Regions from separate parts of the Ovis aries genome. Here regions 2 and 3 are each linked to region 1. A link is a contact called in public Hi-C data. All regions are on one chromosome and are shown on one strand. Each heading gives the region's core, a stretch centred on a gene start, on an enhancer-like site or on the middle of the called end of the contact. The rest is flanking DNA. Distances are from core to core; before and after follow the strand shown. Region 1 holds the start of LOC101115897 (pyruvate dehydrogenase phosphatase regulatory subunit, mitochondrial). Region 2 holds the start of GLG1 (golgi glycoprotein 1). Region 3 holds the start of RFWD3 (ring finger and WD repeat domain 3).

Evidence for each region. A called contact is a pair of places that touch in the nucleus more often than the background predicts.
Region 2: a contact with region 1 is called in a Hi-C map of muscle, with 2.7 times the contacts expected there. The contact joins the promoter of GLG1 here to the promoter of LOC101115897 in region 1. A contact is called at or near these places in 2 of 16 Hi-C or Micro-C datasets (muscle and skin fibroblasts).
Region 3: a contact with region 1 is called in a Hi-C map of liver, with 3 times the contacts expected there. The contact joins the promoter of RFWD3 here to the promoter of LOC101115897 in region 1. A contact is called at or near these places in 2 of 16 Hi-C or Micro-C datasets (liver and muscle).

Annotation. Positions count from the first base shown.
Region 1 is chr14:1,409,996-1,414,420 of ARS-UI_Ramb_v3.0, reverse strand. LOC101115897 (pyruvate dehydrogenase phosphatase regulatory subunit, mitochondrial) reads left to right here and starts at 1,851. Exons shown (of 18, transcript XM_027977619.3): 1 at 1,851-2,340.
Region 2 is chr14:1,543,474-1,547,887 of ARS-UI_Ramb_v3.0, reverse strand. It overlaps GLG1 (golgi glycoprotein 1), which reads left to right and starts at 2,084. Exons shown (of 26, transcript XM_015100366.3): 1 at 2,084-2,547. The coding sequence starts at 2,104. LOC132657716 (a long non-coding RNA gene) reads right to left here and starts at 2,644. Exons shown (of 2, transcript XR_009596248.1): 1 at 1,746-2,644.
Region 3 is chr14:1,599,871-1,604,389 of ARS-UI_Ramb_v3.0, reverse strand. RFWD3 (ring finger and WD repeat domain 3) reads left to right here and starts at 1,332. Exons shown (of 13, transcript XM_042231465.1): 1 at 1,332-1,456. It overlaps MLKL (mixed lineage kinase domain like pseudokinase), which reads left to right. Exons shown (of 12, transcript XM_060398249.1): 12 at 1-396.

The DNA.
Region 1 (4,425 bases), core at 602-3,101:
ACACAACTGCTATTTCTAGATATAAGGGAAGTTTCTGGAACTTCCAGGAACTACCTGATGTGTCTTTCAGCCTTGTTGATTCCGGCTCATTCTGACAAAACAGGTTTAGATTCCCTAGGTGGTCCTAATGTACCACCACTGTCTCTACCACATTTCTTAGCACTGACTTGAATATTTACTACTTCATGTAAATATTACATGTGAGGCCTGGTTTTCATTATCTGTAACATGAGAATATGCTTTTATAGGCCTCACTTTCCTCACAGGTGCAGGAATTCAGCTATCCCCAACCTTTTGGGCATCAGGGGCCAGTTCCATGGAAGACAGTTTTTCCACCAACTGGGGTAGGAGGGATGGTTTCTGGATGAATAAAGCGCAGTACATTGATTGTGCACTTTTATTTCTGTTATCACATCAGCTCCACCTCAGATCGTCAGGCTTTGGATCCCAGAGGTTAGGGATCCCTGAAACTCACACAGTTGTGATGAAGTTTCAACTGGCACAATGCCTGGCACAGGAGCCACTTGTAATATGACCCTGTCTTACTGGTTCCCTGTGAAATGGCAGGTGTTTTACTGCAAAACTGCAGCATGATTTATGGGTGGAGGTTGGTGTGCTGAAGGCATTGGCTGTTTCTCTCCCTCCCCACGGGTGTGAACTGGAATGCATACAGAGCCCTGGTTTCCACGCAGACATGGGCTCACAGGTACATGGTGGAGACGCACAGAACCAGGTTCTCACCGAGGAGTCACTGAATGCTGGATGTCAAGTCTAGTGACAGCGACCGTAGTCTCAGGGGGAGGAGCGCGGCTTCTCCCCAGCCACGTGCCCACTGCATGGAGAGTGACTCTGTAGACGTTTGTGTGTCTTCCTTATCTCGGTTCCCAGATTCTCTTCTCTGCTTTGAAAACAGGACAGTGGTTTTATAAGCAACGTTTACTCCCTTACCCAGCATGACGCCTGGCCACAAGAAGCCATCCATTAAACAAAACTGGCTTGTGTGGTGAGACGAGCTTGAATCCAAAGACTGGGAACTGGTGAATGTGGCCCCCAACACAGCCGAGCCTGTGCCATTAGATCGCTGTCCATTCGGGCATTTTTCCTGGACTTTGTGCCAAACACAGTTCTAAGTGCGAGAACATAGTCATGCATGAAATGTAGGTACCGTGTGCGAGGGTAGATTTTGCAACTAGATTGGAAAGACGTTCAACACTGATCTACCATAGTGATACGTTCTAGAAAGGAGAGAAAACAGGATGTGATAGGAAGCGAGGTGAAAGAGTCGGCGGTGAGCTCCTCAGAGGATGGAGTGAATGATTCCTCTTCTGGTCCAGACTAGCAGGGAAGGTGCAAAGAGAAAGATCCAGCCCAGAGCTGAGATCTTATCCGGCCTCCGAGGTCGGACCGGTCCAGTAGACCGGATTCCCGATTTGCCCTGCTAGCGATTCCCCAAGAAGACTCGGGCGACTTCCAAAAAACAAAGCGGATGTCCGTCCAAGAGCCTTTACTCCCTGGAGTAGAGTGTCTTTGGGTTGCGGACCACGGGGTATCACATTTGGGCACTCGCCCCGACGGAAGCGAGAACACACACACACACACACTCACTCACACTCACTCACTCACTCCAGCGGGGCTGCCGCCGTCTCGGCAGCATCTGTAAAAATCAACGGCCCGAGGCTAGAGTCCTAAAAGGCAGGCTCGGAAAATGCAGGCCTCCACTTCGCCTCCATCTTGGAAGATGCGGAGGCGGGAGCCCCAGTCCAGGGGCGGAGCCTCGCGAGACCCAAACAAGCCCACGTGTCAGGGGCGGAGCTTCGCCACGGCGTCGCGGCGCGCGTGCGCGAGTGAGCATGCGCGCCGGCGTACCCTTGCCCGGGACCGTAAAGCGCGGAAGGTCGCGTCTCCAGCGTCCCCGGAACCTCACGCCCTCCGCCCCGCCCCCTCCCCGCCCTCACCCCCCCTTCCGGCCCCCAGGACCCCTGGGTCCTCCCGTGCCTGCCGCCCCGCCTCAGCCGAGGCGGCCGCCCGTGAAGTAAAGGGAGGCTCTGGTGAGGACGCCGCTCCGGCCTGCCGTCCGCGCGGGCCTCGGCGGCCCGGGACCCCGCGCCCCCAGCCTTCTCCCGCGGTCTGGCTCCGGTAGCTCCGGCCGGCCCTGGGGAGCCGCGTCCCCGCGTTCCCCCAGCCTCTCTGCGGCTGTGACGCTTCGCAGAGCCGTGCCGAGGCCGGGGCACCGGCCCTGCGGGCGCCCAGCGCGGCCGGGTGACCTCTGTCCCGGCGCCCCTCGGCCGTGCACCGCCCCCCGCCGCGCGTCAGGCTCGTCCACCCGGGTCGTCTCTGCAGGTGGAGTCGTTTTCCCGCGTGGGGACGTGCTTGTGCTTGACCAGCTGGTCAGCTGCTGCAGAGTCGGCAGCGAGGTTACCTGGGAACGTCCAGGGCGGGGCAGGGAGCTTTCTTCTAACGTTTGACCCTTTGGGACTGATGTGCATGGCACTGAGGTTTGAGTGAGGCATCTTCAAGTCTGTTTTCCCCATGCGTTTGTGAGCGTGGTGTACGGGGTGCGGGGCGAGGAGAGAGCCGGACTCAAGGGGCGCTTTTCTCGGGCTAGGGGTTTGGATCAGGTTCTCAAACTTCGTATCACGGGGTGCACTTGTTGAAAGATGCAGCACCGTAGACCAGTAGGAACAGACTCTCCAGAGGAGCCTGTCAGTGTGTGTGTGCGTGTTTTAAACCAGTTGCGGGAGGTGGGCTTTATGCTGAGGGAGGTGTGGGGAATGGTGTGCTGATCCATTTAGCACACCATTAATAGACGCTTCTCACCCAGGGTCCCTCTTGACCAGCAGCCAATTTGTACGGGATGCTGTGACCATGCAGAGGAACAACTCACAGGAGCTGGAGCTGTCTTCTTCTTATCTGTGGAAGCACATCTGAGCATAACCAGAGACAGTTTTGAAGTTGTTTAGCAGAAATTACACACATGATTGGTTTTCAGTCAGATGTGTTTTACTTCATCTTTGACATTTTCCATTTCTTCTCTACTGATTGTGTCTCCTTTGCCCTCAGGCTGTATTTGCTGTTGCTGCCAACCTACTGGAATAGACTCTTGCCTTCCTTACTTTCATTCTTTGCATCCGCTGTAAATCCTTTTATTTGTTCTCACTACTTCACTGACCCTTGAAGGTCATGATGAGCACAAAGTCAAAAATCTTTTTCTTGGTTCTTATCACTCTGGTCTTTTAGTATTATTTCTTTTTGAAACTGAAACGTTATTATGTTTCTAATGCCACCTTTGCTAACCCTTGTGGTTCTGGCCTCCTTTACAGCTACCCTTTTTTAACTCATTTTAATTTAGAGGTAGCATGGAATAATGATTCAATGGCAGACGCTAGTGCTAAACTGGCAGGCTTTCAGTTCAGGCTCTGCTGCTCATCAGTATCGTAGGAGCTTGGATCAGTCATTTCAGTTCTCGGCGCTGCTGTTTCCTCAGGCGTACAGTAGAAATTGTACCATCTCTTTCATGGATGTGTGAGGATTAAATTAGCAGTATACATAAAGCGGTGTCTGGCACATAATAATTACTTATAAGAATATTACCCTTTTGGAAAAAAGTTATTTCATGTTATTTGGCTATCCCCTCACATCTGGGGCCCTAGGCTTGAGATCTGAGTCATCGCTTAATCTTTTTCCCCATCTTCTTTGTTCTTTGTCCTCATTCATTGTATCTCATTCAAGTAGTATTTCCAAGGTGCCTACGGTGAATGCTGAGAAAAGTGCTGATTGAGTTACACCTGGCCCCTGCTCTCAGAGACTTCCAGTATCAAGGACTAAAGGCTCCCACTTTCCGAGTGCTTCTGAGGTGCCGTTTGCCCTGTTTTTCCTGCCCTGTCTGCTTTGGTCTTGCAGCAGCCATGTGAAGTAGAACTCCTAACCCGTGTTACAGATGAGCAGCTCGAAGCACAGAAATTGAATAACTTGCTCAATGTCATACTGTTGATGAGAGGTGAAGGAGATTCTCAAACCCAGATCTATCTGCTTCTAAAATCTTTATTCTCAGATGGGTTCCTGTTTTGCTTCCCTGGTCAGCAAACAGACTGTTACAGAGTGTGGCTGGCTCTGAGCTGGGGGATGTGCAGGGTGTTTAGGGGAACATAGAGGAGTCACCTAACCAACTGTTGGGGGGAGGGTGGGGACAAATAAGATATCACCCAGGCTGAGAGCTGAGGGGATTATCTTTATTTGGCGAGGAGGGGTGGCAGGAACTGCCAGTTAGAAGGTAGAGCTTGCACAGATCCTGGAGGTGGAAGAGGAAGTTCATGCTGGCATGTGTGCAGAATTACAGCAGTTTAGATTTGATGAGAGTGTGAGAGGTGAGAGAAGAGAAATGAGACCAGAGATAAGTGAGCAGACGCGGAAGGGTCTTACACTTCC
Region 2 (4,414 bases), core at 835-3,334, 130 kb before region 1:
AGGACTCAGTGCTTTCACTGCTGAGGGCCCAGGTTCAATCCCTGGTTGGGGAACTAAGATACCACAAATGGCATGGCATGCCTCCCTCCCCACCCCCAACCCCCTCAAAAAAGTAATGACCCTTAGTGGCTTTTCAAGAACTTCAGGTCTCTAGCCTGCCTGAGACTTACCTATGCTGCTACTGCTGCTGCTGAGTCGCTTCAGTTGTGTCCGACTCTGTGCGACCCCATAGACGGCACCCCACCAGGCTCCCCCATCCCTGGGATTCTCCAGGCAAGAACACTGGAGTGGGTTGCCATTTCCTTCTCCAATGCATGAAAGTGAAAAGTGAAAGCGAAGTCGCTCAGTCGTGTCTGACTCTTCGCGACCCCATGGATTGCAGCCCACCAGCCTCCTCCGTCCATGGAAATTTCCAGGCAAGAGTACTGGAGTGTGGTGCCATCATCTGTTAAGGAACATGTACATTTATCTGGTCTACCCTGGACTATCTTAGTCAATGTTCAAAGTTGGCCATAGCCTTAGGACCACATGGGGCTTCCCTCGTAGCTCAGATGGTAAAGAATCTGTCTGTGATGCAGAAGACCTGGGTTCAATCCCTGGGTCAAGAAGATCCCCTGGAGAAGGGAATGGCAACCCACTCCAATATTCTTGCCTGGAGAATTTCATGGAGAGTCCATGGAATCACAAAGAGTTAGACACAACTGAGTGACTAACGCTCAGGACCACATTATGGCAGTAGCTTGAGGAAGTTTTGGCAGAAATGTCAGGAACATGCCCTCATTTCTAAAAACAGAGGCCTGTGTCAGCCACAGTGAGCAGTTGGTACCCCCAGAATATTCTTATTTTCAGCAGTTCCTTATGGAGTCCATGAACCCCCACCCAATTTCTCAGGTTCTAGTTATGTCTTGTCGGTCTTCACTGCCCATTTGTGGGTCAGGACAGCAGAAGCTGCATTTGTGAACATGGATGACCCGTGGGGATCACATGTCCCAAGCTGCCCTGATTCCCCACCACGGTATACCGGCAGGGTGGGATAAAAGTGCACCGCACCAAGTGAGAGGCCAGGGGTTCTGGTTCCAGGCTGGCAAAGTTCATCCTGGGCAGGACATTTAACCCTGCTGTGCAGAACTGTTACCATCTCTGCCGTTCTTCAGCTGAGTGAGAACCCAACTCAGGCCTGATGCATAGCTCAAATGACACAATAGATGTGAAGATGCTTTGGGAAGGTATCTCTCTCCTGTGGAGGAGGGGGGACTAGTGAGAAGTGAAACCACCATTCCCACCTATAGTGCTGCTAAAGATGCTGCATGCAGGACAACAAGCCAATTACCGAGGCACAACCAACCTGAGGCCTCAGCATGTTTTGCTACTTCCTCCTCGAAATGTGGGTTTAAAATCTGGCTCAGATACAAAGGGTTTCCCGGTTTATTCATAATATTGGTTATAACTTTTTGAATCCCATATTGTGGGCCAGCCACTTTATTTCTAATCTTCACAATTATACTTCACATTAGAGCTCCTCCTCTGCCTTCTCAGACGAGGAGGCTCAGAGAAATTAAAAGATTTGTCTAGTCTGCCAAGAGCTAGAATAACGGGCTCTTTCTTCTGGAACCAGTGCTCCTAACCCTGATTCAGCGCTGCCTTCCTCTCTGGGTAAGAGAAGCTTCTGAGGCAGATGGAAGGAAGGGAGAAGTGCAAGAAGAGGTTCCTGGATATCGGAATACACCTTATCGTGTAAGGCTCACCTCTACGCATAAAGTTTTTTCTTTCAAGTCACAGAACGGGTGACACAGTCTACCGGCCATCTTGGTTGTGGCAATCCCAATCCTTTTTTTTTCTTTTGGTGACGGACAACCAAAGAAATTAGGCAAGGCGGTCCTCCCCAGGGATCTGAAGGTGCGCCAGAGACGCCCAGCGTCGCCCTCTCGCCGGCCGAGGTCCGGGGCGCCGGCCCTCAGAGCCCGGCGGCGTGCGCGCTCGGCGCCCAGCGGCGGGTCCGCGCGGCGGGAGGGGTTCGAGGGACCCAGCCGGCCCCGCCCCGCCCCGCCCCCTCATTTAAATACGCGGCGCCGGCGGGCACGTCGAGCTCGCCGCGGACTCAAGATGGCGGCGTGTGGACGTGTACTGAGGATGTTCCGCTTGGCGGCGGCGCTGCCGCTGCTGCTGCTCGCGGCGGACGGCGCGCAGAAAATCCAGGGCCCGGGCGGCCACGGGCAGGGCCCGGGCCCGGGGAGCAACCTTCTTCCCCTCGGAGCGCAGCCGGGAGGCGGCGTGCTGCCGGGTCAGCTCCTGCTGCCTCAGTCATCTCAGTTGCAGCAGCAGCCGCAGCAGCAGCAGCCTCAGCAGCAGCAGCCTCAGCAGCAGCAGCCGCCGTTCCCCGCGGGCGGGTCTCCGGTCCGGCGGGGCGGAGCAGGGCCCGGCGGGGCTGGCGGGGGCTGGAAGCTGGCGGAGGAAGAATCCTGCCGGGAGGACGTGAGCCGTGTGTGTCCCAAGCACACCTGGAGCAACAACCTGGCTGTGCTGGAGTGCCTGCAGGACGTGCGAGAGGTGAGGCGCCGGGCGCCGGGCGCGCAGGCCTGGCCGCCGCGGACGCCGGGCGGCCTGGGCAGCCGCTGACGCCGCGGCCGCGCCTCTCGCTTCCTCTGCGCGGCCGCCCGCTCCCCGGCGCGCTCCGGGGAGGGGACCCCACCCCCAGCCCTCCCTCGCTCCCGGCGGGGGTCTGGGACGCCCACCCCGGCTCCTGGCCGCCGTCGGCCGAGGCCCAAGCGGGTCTGTGTTTGCTCCGGTCTTTTGTGTGATGCTCTAAGCGCGGTGGCTCCTCGGTGAAGACCTGTGTAGGATTTTGCTCCCCTTTTCGATTTGGGTAATTTGTAGCAGCTCTTTAAAACGTGAAAGATGGTTGGCGTACTTCAGCTGGTAAAGAATGCCCTGCTGTTTATTGGCAGTAGGTAATGTTTAGACAGCTCGGGTTCTGTTCTGATGTGTATTGTAGTCTGCAGCCAGATTTACTGTCTTTACCCTATTCTTCTGTAATTCAAAAATTCCTGTTATTTATCAGCTGCTGAAACTAATATATGCTTTTTTTTTTTTTCCTTCACGTCTTTTGGTCAATTTGTAATAAATCCCAAGTGGTCCCGAAGCTTGAGAAGTTGAGGCAGCGTTTGAAGCTGGGCTGTGAGGTCTTTGCTTTCTGATCTTTTTGCCTGTCTGACTGTACCTCTTAATGCCGTCTTGTTTTGATGTTCTTTGATGCCATTCAGTTTAGTAACACAGAACTCTCTAGATTTAATGCTGCAGACGTTAAGTGCAGTTTTGACAGTTATCAAAGTTTGGGAGCAAATCTGGTAGGGACACTTTTTCCAACGTTTAAACAAAGGCCCCAAAGTTGGCATAGAATGAAACCATTGCTTGATACAGTTTTATTTGGAAAATTGTTATCAGAATTGCCTAAGATGTTCATGGTCACAGGAAGACCATTGGTTTGTAGAAACAGGCTAGTCTTGGCAGTTTTTTCCCCCCTTATCCCACCTGATATTTGCTCTGGTAGTCCATACAGAGTAATTCACAAGAGGAAAAGATATACATGCTCAGGGGACAGAGAGAAAGGAAATTTCTAGAGCCACCAGAAATGTGGAGCCTTCGATGACTTATCTACAATTTGGAAATTAGAAAAAGAATCCCTTGTTCTTGATCCTTCACCTACGTCTCTAGTCAGTACGGCTAAGATTCTCAACTGTGTCACGCTTCTTGAAATTTTCTGTTTGCCTTTGAGGATATAAAATACATGCTGTTCTCTCAAACTAGGATCGTAATGTTGAAGACCAAACATTTGGTGAGTAGTTTGTGGCAGAAACAGGATGTTATTAGGGAAAGTGGCCCTTTCTAGGAGTACCTCTTTCTTGACATGTATTAAGGACACGTGGATTCTGTCACTCACAGGAGCAGTGTTCCTTTGTCATGCTTGTAGAAGTGTGCAGCAGCATATATGATCCATAAATACCAGATCTGAGCACTTTTGGAGTCGGGTTAGTTAGCTAGATACTGTATTTCTTGCATTATTTACTGTACAAAACCTGGCCTGAAAGTGCAGGTCCTGTAGTTCCACCTTTGAGTGTAAGACTCTCAGCAGGGATATTGTTTCGGTAACTACATTTTCCTTCCTTTCTGGGGATGTTATTTAAACTCTTTGAAGGTAGTTACTAGGTCTTGTACTTCCTTTGTAGCTTTCCAGAGTACCTAATTCAGTGCCTAGACTCAGTAAATAGTGTTGACTGATTGAAGGTGAAGTAAACTAATGGAGTCTGTTTTATGAAAGAAAAGATGTCATGTAAATTGAAAGAGGGGACTTTTGGAGGGCAGGGGTTTATTCCAAATTTCCAGTTGTTTGGTTTTTTTTTTCCTCCTATTTTATATA
Region 3 (4,519 bases), core at 83-2,582, 190 kb before region 1:
GATTTGATGTTTTGACATATATATGCACCACCACAATCAAGATAATGGACATGTGCATCCATTCCCAAAGCTTCTTCATGCTCCTTTACAATCACTCCCTCCCACCACCCTACCACCCCCATTTCCCTAGGCAACCACTGACCTGCTTTCTATCATTACTGATTAGTTTGTGTTTTAAAATTTTATATAAATGTAATCATATGATATATGATAAATTTGCCTTCTTTCAGTATAACTATTTTGAGATTCATCCATGTAATCACATGTATCTTTAATTTATTCCTTTTCTAGCTGAAAAATAGTTGAAAGCTATGGCATTATCCTTTGATCTGCTGATAAACATTTGAGTTGTTTATAATTTTTGGCTATTACAGATAAAGATGCTATTGATTTTTATGTACGTCTGTTTGAATATGTTATTTAAATTTATTTAACTTTTAATTTTATATTGGAGTATAGATGGCTACAGAAAAGGCAATGGCACCCCACTCCAGTACTCTTGCCTGGAAAATCCCATGGACAGAGGAGCCTGGTGGGCTGCAGTCCATGGGGTCGCGAAGAGTCGGGTACGACTGAGCAACTTCACTTTCACTTTTCACTTTCATGCATTGGAGAAGGAAATGGCAACCCACTCCAGTGTTCTTGCCTGGAGAATCCCAGGGACGGGGGAGCCCGGTGGGCTGCCGTCTACGGGGTCACGCAGAGTCGGACGCGACTGGAGCGACTCAGCAGCAGCGTAGATGACTAACAATGTTGTGACAGTTTCAGGTGGTATATACAAGTAATGGCTCCTCTGCCACTACTTATACAACAGTGAGAATCATTCAAAATATTTTTCTTTCTGCTCCATAATATTTTGTATTTGTTTACAAAATAAAATTCCTTTCTCCTCATACTAATCTTGCTCAGTAGAAGCTCCCTTAAACGCAGGAAGATGAAAAAAAAGTACAAATGCTAACGTTGGTTTTGGTGACAGGCATCTTCTTCACCAAAGACTTTAGGCGAAACAGCATGAGGCACAGTTTTAATATTTTCATCTTTTCAAAATGGGCTAAAACATCTTTCCCTTACAACTTCCTCCCGCCACAAAGTTCAAACAAAGAGCGGTAAAAGCCTTCTTCCGTTTTTCTCTTTGGGGGCTGGGCGTGTGTTGACGGACGTTGATTTCTACCAATTGTACGAGGCTTCCTTGCGCGTGGTCCTGCCTACCCCGTTTACGAAGGGTCAGCCAATGAGAGCGCCGCTGTTTCAGTCAGCGGCGACCAGAGAAAGAAGAAGAGAGGGTATTGGCTACCGGCTGGAACTGCTGCCCAATAGGAACATGCCGAGGCAGCACCTCAGGCGGGCAGCTTGAGCTGCTGGCAAGTGGCTGTAGTAGCCAGTCCGGCAAGTTTTCCTATGGGGGCTGCTGCGCCTCCGGCGACCTGGCGAGTCTGACCGTGTGCTCCGGCTTCAGGTGAGGTGGGCGCTTGCCTCTCCCCAGGCCTTGGGCGTCTGGGTCCGGGACGACTTCCCCTGGGTCCCTGGACGCAGGGCCCGAGTTGGGCTGGGGGCGGGCTTGAAGTCGGTGGTCTGAGGAGATTTGGGCGCTCCGGGCGGTCCCAAGGGTCGGGGCCGAGGCACCTAAATTCCCGTTCTTTCGGGGCTGCTGGGGCGGCCCCCGAGGTGCGGGTGGGGCGGGGAAGGAAGCAACTCCGGATTCCTGCAAGGAGCAGAGTTCGCCGCAGGGCTGGGGTCAAGAGGTCGCTGGCCCGGAGTCAGAGGTCCCTGGTCGCTCTCCCGGGAGCGGAGCCCCGGACTCTTCGTGTGCAGATAACTGCTGTCGCACGAAGTGCCCGCTACTTGCCTCACTTTCAAGTTGAACGAAAGACCTATGGTTCTATCCAGCTTTACCTCACAGCAACACTGTGACGTAAATACTTGTATTATCCCCACTTTTTAAAGACGAATAAGTCGAACAGGGAAGCTGGGCAACCGTCCTAAGTAAGGTCCTCAGGTAGGACGTGACCGAACACGGATTCGAACCCAGGTCGGCCCGACTCCCCGCTCGCGCCTCGTCGTCTTTTTAATTGGGAGTCTTCATCGCGCTTAGCGTGGACATTGGTTGAAATCTGAGTAAGAAAGCTTGGGAAAACCACCGGATGTCTACGGGCTGCTCACGGCATGGCGGGGACCCGCCGACTCGCCCCTGCTCAACCCCAGGCCTGGCGGGTTTTGTGTTGGCCCACATTGATGGGGAAGCTTTGCTCCAGCACGGCGCTGTGTAGGGAACTTTCTTCCAGGATGGCGTTGTTCTCTATCTCTTCTGTCTGTCAATATTGGGTGCTGATACGTTCTTAGAAGTTGATTGGTTTTGCGTTTTTAGGTGTATGTATGGTGGGTAATTCAGTAAGTATTTAGCATCTGCTGTGTACTTCTTGTGTAGGATACACCGATGAATGAGGCTGGGATTTGGCTCTGGGCCTTTCACATCTCACCAGAACTTTTGTTCTCTAATCAGAACTGGCATATCATGGGAAGAAATTTCACTTTTTAATGTTAACCATACTGAAAAGTGCACAGAATAATTTTTATTTATTAAAATATAAATTTATTTATTTTAATTGGAGGTTAATTACTTTACAATATTGTACTGGTTTTGCCATACATCAACATGAATCCACCACAGGTATACACGTGTTCCCCATCCTGAACACCCCCTCCCTTCTCCCTCCCAGTACCATCCCTCTGGGTCATCTCAGTGCACCAGCCCCAAGCATCCAGTATCATGCATTGAACCTGGACTGGCGACTCGTTTCATATATGATATTATACATGTTTCAGTGCCATTCTCCCAAATCATCCAACCCTCTTTCTCTCCCACAGAGTCCAAAAGACTATTCTACACATCTGTATAATTTTTAATCTGAATAACTTTTAAAAGATTGGTCCATTCACCACCCGTATCTAACAAATTTTGACTTTGACCTTTTGGTAGAGTTTTTCTTTCTTTCTTTTTCTTAAAGAAATAAATTCTATAGTCAAAGCCTCGTAGGTAAGCCAGCACCTTCCAGCTCCTTAACTGGGTATTTTTTATGCTTGGGCTTTTTTATACTACCTTATATTTATAAATCCCATATAGTAGTGTGGTTTTGCATATTTTTAAGTGCCCTAAGGATGGAATTAATAATGGAGTTTCATCTGTAGTCTCCTTTTTTCTTTTCAGTATAATTTTTGAGGAAATTTACTGAATTGGGATTCTTAGTGGGAAGAGAGTTTATGGTTCCATCTTGACCAGAGGTTTTGCTTCACTTTTTTTTTCCATTTTGAGTTCTCATTCTTGTACTTCAGTTAGTCAAGTACTCTGACTTAACCTTTTAATATTATTATTTTTTACTGTCTTTTGTTTTCTGAGAGTTCTTCAGGTGTATTTTACAATCCTTCTATTAAAGTTTTATTTTGATTTTTTTCCCTTGGCATTTTAAGTTTGGATTTATTTTATTTACTTACTTATTACCATTTCTTTCATCACATTTCTTTTTTCCGAGTTTCTTCTCTTTGTCTGCTTTGGTCTCCTCTCATGTTGGAGGCTTTTCTTGAATGTCAGTTGTTCTTTGGCTGGCTGTTTGTTTTGCAGAGAGACCCCCCCGCCCCAGAAGACTGATTGGAAGCTGTGTATGAATGACTGAACCTTACCAACCAAGGGACTTTTACCGTTAGCTATAAGGACAGAGACCCAGCCATTTTCTTGAGATTTACAAGTGTTAGTATTTATAGATCTTTTCTCTTCAGCTGGTTTTCTCTAGAGAACAGTCCTCTAATCTCCTGCCTTGAGGCATAGAGAATGTGTAAAAACCAGAATATTGCATTCTGGATTTGTGCAGCTAGGGAGAAGGGTTGGAAGTGTTTCACACTTGTGAAAGTTGGTAGAATTTCACTTAACTCCTTGTTTTCACTGCTGGTCTTAAGTCTGTGTGGTTCAAAATTCCAGTTTTCTGCAACATAGGGGGAGATGTTTTTTATTGTTGCCTTGAGGAACAGATTACTTTCACAGGCTTTCAGCTGATCCTCCTTCGCATCTCCATCTTTCAATGCTATCTTCTGTGATATGTGGTTTCTACAGTTCCCTCAGTGGAAATTAGCTTGCTTTTCAGTAGCACACAGTCCTATCAGTTGTTGGTACGGAAAACTGATTTGTATGTCTCATACTCTCTTTGCTTTGTGCTTGTGATTTATTCTTTTTTTAATGCTGTTTCTTGCAAGGGGATTGGGGTCATGTTCATGGATTTTCAGAAATGACTGAGAAAGAAAAACATACTTTATCTGCTGTGTTTGTTGGACTTCTCTGCATTTATGCTGACCACTCCAGTCTGGCCTCTACTCATCACTTTGGGGAAACAGCTCTTTTCTAGATTATCTGTCACCTCTACATTGCTAAATCTAGTGGTCATTCTTCCCCTCAGTAGCACTTGACACACTTGACTGTCCCCTCCTTGCATCATTCTTCCAAGACACCACACTCTCCCAGGTTTTCTCCTAC